Linked DNA regions of Podarcis muralis: region 1 is linked to region 2. A link is a contact called in public Hi-C data. All regions are on one chromosome and are shown on one strand. Each heading gives the region's core, a stretch centred on a gene start, on an enhancer-like site or on the middle of the called end of the contact. The rest is flanking DNA. Distances are from core to core; before and after follow the strand shown. Region 1 holds the start of ESYT1 (extended synaptotagmin 1). Region 2 holds the start of OS9 (OS9 endoplasmic reticulum lectin).

Evidence for each region. A called contact is a pair of places that touch in the nucleus more often than the background predicts.
Region 1: a contact with region 2 is called in a Hi-C map of tail, with 2.2 times the contacts expected there. The contact joins the promoter of ESYT1 here to the promoter of OS9 in region 2. A contact is called at or near these places in 2 of 3 Hi-C or Micro-C datasets (blood and tail).

The regions. Positions count from the first base shown.
Region 1 is chr2:5,397,452-5,400,151 of rPodMur119.hap1.1, reverse strand. ESYT1 (extended synaptotagmin 1) reads left to right here and starts at 1,321. Exons shown (of 32, transcript XM_077923790.1): 1 at 1,321-1,407. It overlaps INPP1 (inositol polyphosphate-1-phosphatase), which reads left to right. Exons shown (of 6, transcript XM_077923792.1): 6 at 769-2,700. The coding sequence ends at 1,264.
Region 2 is chr2:5,165,924-5,168,623 of rPodMur119.hap1.1, reverse strand. It overlaps OS9 (OS9 endoplasmic reticulum lectin), which reads right to left and starts at 1,261. Exons shown (of 13, transcript XM_028721342.2): 1 at 980-1,261. The coding sequence starts at 1,246.

The DNA.
Region 1 (2,700 bases), core at 72-2,571, 230 kb before region 2:
GCTCATCTAGCCCAACCCCCTGCTCAAGACAGGGTCCAAAGGGCATCCTTGGTCGTCCTCTTATCCTTTTTTTTTAAAAAAAAAATATATTTATTAAATTTTCAAAAATTATACAAAAAGAAAAACAGTATTACAAACAAAAACACAAACAAAACAAGTATAATTTCATTCCCTTATTTTCTTATAACTTACTTTCCCGAACTCCTCAAACCTCCCCTTTCTGTATTCCAATCTCTAATTATTTAATTCAGCAAATCCCTCCCCTAATTTCTATTTAATTTTTAACCTTTCTTTTCTTAATTACATAATCATTACAGCTAGAAACCACTTAATTTCTAAACCAACATCGTTCTAACATTCAATAATTTTACAATATTTCTTAAGATAGTCCTTGAACTTCTTCCAATCTTCTTCCGCCGTCTCTCTTCCCTGGTCTCGGATTCTGCCGGTCATTTCTGCCAGCCCCATATAGTCTATAACCTTCATCTGCCATTCTTCCACGGTGGGTAGGTCGTCCTCTTATCCTGGGCCTCCATCCCAGTTGTGTTTTTCTTTTCTAGCAATCTGTGTGCTGCAGCCTCTCACTTTGGCTTTCCACTCACACAGCACTGATGACCACCTCATCCATCCTCCTTGCATCAAGGTTCTTGTTGGGGATGGGGAAAGCAGCATCAACCGGTTGCTGTCTCCACCAGGTCCTAGTACAGCGTGACTCTCTGGTGCTTTTCCTGACTAGCCTTCTCTGACACGTCCCTCTTTTTTTTGCAGGTGGCAGAGCAAATATCACTGGGGCATCTCCTATGGGGGCACCCGCCTGAGCTCGCTAAGCCGGCCCCAGCTGCGGACTTCCCCTCGTGTGGTCCTGAGCAGCAATGAGAAAGTGGCGCTGCAGGAAGCCCTGACCCCCCTGTATGGGCAGCAGCTGTGCTTTGCCTCCGGTGCCGGGTACAAGATGCTGTGTGTGGCGCTGGGGCTGGCCGACGCCTACGTCCTCTCGGAGGGCAGCACCTTTAAGTGGGACTCCTGCGGCCCCCACGCCATCCTGCTAGCCCTTGGCGGAGGCATGGTTGACCTTTCGGAGGCCTTGAAGTCCTGGCAGGCTGGGCAACGCAAGCCGCTACCGGAACTGACTTACAACAAGCCTGTGGAGGGCGCTCTGGGTGCTGAGCGCTGGGCCAACCAAGGAGGGCTTGTGGCCTACATCCACCGGGAGCATCTGGAGGCTGTAATGGCCACTCTGGCAGCTGCAGCAAACACCTTCTAAAGCTCCTCCTCTTCCTCCCTCCAGGGCATTTTCACCTCAGCACCCGGGGAGGAAGCCAGTCTCTGGGCAAAGGGCCCCAGCTTCCTCACCTACCAAGGGACCAGTCGGTTACTGACAAAGGCAACACACCTGGATCAGCTAAGGTTGTACCTTTGACTTCTGGCGTTTCTGTGCCCTGTTTCCGCCATGTTCCAGTGGGGAGGAGCAAAGAGATCACAAATCACTCATGCACCACAAACCATGGTTTTTATCTTAACTGTAGCCAGGAAATGTAACCTCCATGCATGCAGAGGGGGTCGTGGTGACCTTAAATTGTGCCCTTCTCCCCACCTGATCCTTGGTGCTTTGCTCCTTTTACATGAATAATACGTATTATGGGTAATGCAGTAGACATGCATTGGGACCATTATATAGCTTCCAATTTGGATTTTCTTTAGCCCTCTCTGCTTCTGGTATCTTGCACAGAGCACTGTGACCAGCACTGTTTTTAGCTGTCCACAGCACAGGCCTGTTTTCTGGGGTGCATCAACCACTCTCCTTGCTTGTGACATGTGATCTGGGTCATCTGCAGCTTGATCTGTGAGCAGCTAGTGGTTGGTTGGTTGGTCAGTCCTAGTCAAGCCATGTTATGAAGACAGTCTAGGTGGCCTTCAGCTCTGTGAGGAGCGTCTGCACCAATCCTGCTTCTGTGGTTTGTGGCATTTACTCTCTAACACGGAATCCGTGTTGAGGGAGGTTAGGCTGCATATCTGTAGCAAAGAGTTCCTCAGGATCATTTGTAAGGAGCCGTGGCAGCTGAAATAATCAATCAAAGTATGTGCTGTGATTCTGGGAATACCCTCCCAAAAATTGCTATTGTATCAAATTGCAGCTTATCCGGACTGAATCATCTTCATATGAGTTCAGTTTCATGCAGAATAACTGACCGTTCCCTGAGAGTCCCTAAATCCTACCTCCAGCCCCCTTGACAGGGATGGGGAACACGGCCCTTTGGATGTTGCTGGCCGGAGCTGGTGGGAGTTGAGAGCCCAGCAAGATCTGAAGGCCACAGGCAAGCCATGTCAGGAATGCAATTCTGGGTAGGGAGGGAAGAAGGCATGGTCGCAATTCACCCATTCACTGGCCTTGTCCTGTAGCCACCCATATTTCAGATGTTTCTAACACATTGCTTTAGAAACCAACCAACCAACAATTGCTCAGCTTTTAAAAAAATATTTGGAATCAGAATAAGAAAATTAAGGTTGACCAATTGTATACACATGAACACACAAACTTATATATGGTTTCTGTAATTTACTTTGAACACATCATGTGAGTGTTCTTCGAGCAGAATTTAAATTTTTAAAAGTTTATTTTTACTTGTTACAGCAGTTGCACACTATTTTAATAGTAATAAACTGTATCTAAGATTGGAATTGCACAGAATATTCTAAGAT
Region 2 (2,700 bases), core at 12-2,511:
ATGGCATACCTTGGCCACTTGAAGGGTGAGATACTGTTCCTCTAGATAGGAATGGAGAAAGCTGTGGCCTGACTGACACTGAAGGCTTCCAACTCCCATCATTCCCAGCGAGTATATCCAATAGTCAGGGATGATGGAACCTGTAGTCCAAGAATTTCTTGGAAGACCACAGTTTCTCTATCCTGGTCTCCCAAGGGAAGCTCACCTACCACCATAATTACATGTCTTTAGGCACCAGTCAAAAACATTCCTCTTTACCCAGGTGTTCATCCATTAAATAATCTATGGCCTGTTAAATGTGGGGGGATGTTACTATTGTTTTTTATTATTTTGCTGTGTACACTGTTTTATTATTCTGCATAAAAAATGTTATCTTTGGATCTTTGTCTTTGGATAAAGTGTGGCATATAAACTGAATACATAATAATAATTTAAAATAATATCTTGCTACTTTAATGGGACAGAGGACCCCTACCTGTTGTTTATTGCAGACAGATTTGTTTTATTTGTTCATACAATTAGTTACCTGGCTCTTCATTGCAAATAACCCCCAAAGCGAGGGTACAATACTTATAAAACGCAGCAAAAAACCACACAAAAATGAACCCATCAACAAACAATAAAGGCGGCATCAAACACACAAGAGATCCAACAGGACCTGGTCGGGGGCGGCTCTCATTGGGGGGGGGGGTCGCCCTGGGAAGCCTCTTGCTGCGAGCAGAGCCAGCGCAGCGCCTTGCGGCCCCTCAGAAGCCGGGCACGAGTTGATGAAGGGGCGAGAGCCGTGTGGCGGCGGCGGCGCCTGAGGAGGCGGCCTCGGGCCCGCGGAACCTTCTGCCACAGTAATGACGAGGACGACGACAACAAGGAGCGCAGGTCTTTCCCGAGGCGCCGCCAGACTCCTTTTGCCGCCTCTGCTGGACTCTCCGGCGCTTCCCTGCCCACCACCATCGCCTCAGCTCGGCCCAGCCAGCCATACCTGCCCGGCCATCACGGGCTCGGCGCCGATTTCAATGCCGTACTTCAGCTCGCTGAGCTCGTGGAGGTTGAGCGCGCCCAGCGCCTCGCTGCGCCCCAGCGCCAGAGCCCCGGCCAGGAGGAGGAGGAGCAGCCGAGGCACCCAGGACCCCGAGAGGCGTCGCGCCGGCGCCATCTTCCTCGCGCGGCTCCCTCCGGCTTTACTGGCGGCCGCCGCAGAGGCTACTTCCGCCCTTCCTCTACGGGAGGGGGCGGGTCCGATGACCATTATTGCGCGGGAGCCTTTCCATTGGCTGCCGGGGAGGGCGGGGGAGTGAAGCGTTCGTTGGAGAAACCTGGTAAAAGGGGATTGGGTCGCTCCCGTCAGCCAATCAGGAGAGCGAGCGCCCGTATCGGGCTGCGGCTAAACGAGGAAGAAGCGCGTCGCGGGACGCTCAGCTCGGCGCTCGGCCGACCTCGGCAGCCAATCAGAACAGCGAGCGCCTGCAGGACTAGAGGGACTGCTGCGCAATTCGTAAATACCGCTTGACGGCGCGCGCCAGCTGCCTGCAGATGCGTGGCTCCGTGTTTTGTTTTGTTTTTAAAATCTAGATAATTTAATCCAGATTATTTCGACACCCCTGTTACAGCTCTGTGGAAGCACGGTGATCTTGAATACTGTATAATGCATTTAAAGTATAATGGGGGGAATATTATTTTAGCATTTACTTTAGCTTTCCTGAATATTAGCACAAGAGCATAATGAAAACATGTCAAGGAGTAATTAATCCACATTCAGTGACCCTGGACAAGAGCTGTGGAAGGGATTCGGTGAGCCGATGCCCTACCTGAAGCTGGAGCACGCAGGCTGCATGACCCGTTTAATTCACTTGGAATGGCTGTTGTCTCCTGGGCCCCAGGATTTGTCCTTTTCTAAAATGCTGTTCTATTGTTGCTATTAATAATAACCTTCCTATTAATAATGTCTCATTAATTCAATTAATAGTTGTCATATTATTATTAATTAGATCTATATAACAGTCCACAAACATACATTCCTTGGGTGGGTTACAACATTGCAATATTAAATATTAAAAACAGAATCTATAATAAATCACTACAGGCAGAACTGAAACGACTACATTAATATGAATAGACCCATGAGAAAAGCCCTTTCTCCCCTTATGTGTCAGTAAAACCCCTTTGAATTTTGGGACTTAGTCTTATAGCAGTCGCAGAATCAGGCAAAAGCCATTCCACAGCTTTCAGTGATTCATAGGGTGCTTCCTGATGTGTGTTTATTGCAGGATCCTGGAGGTCTGTGCTTTATGAAAAATCATACACATTTCCTTTTAAACACTGACATTTTTGCCAGGATAGCTTTGCAGTTGTTAGGATAATTCTTGGCTTGGCCAAACTCCTTATCTCAGTTAATCTTGTCATCCACAGGTGTGTGAGGGAACCATTCTAGATGAGTGTGTCCTTTGGAGAGGCTTTGGTCTGGTGCCCTGGACCCAGGCAATAAGGTGTTCAGCTCCAAAGTGCTATTGGAGACAGTGTGTGGAAGAGGCATGGACCTTGTCAAGAGAACATCTGGGATTGGGATGAGGGTGGTTAGTGTTTGTGTCATGCGATTTTCCTACCGACTCCGGCCAGATCCTGTGAATGAGAGAGAGTAAAGCCAGGTTAGCAACAATGACCCAGCAGCTCCTGTGGAGAAGAGGGTTCCCACAAAGAAGGCAG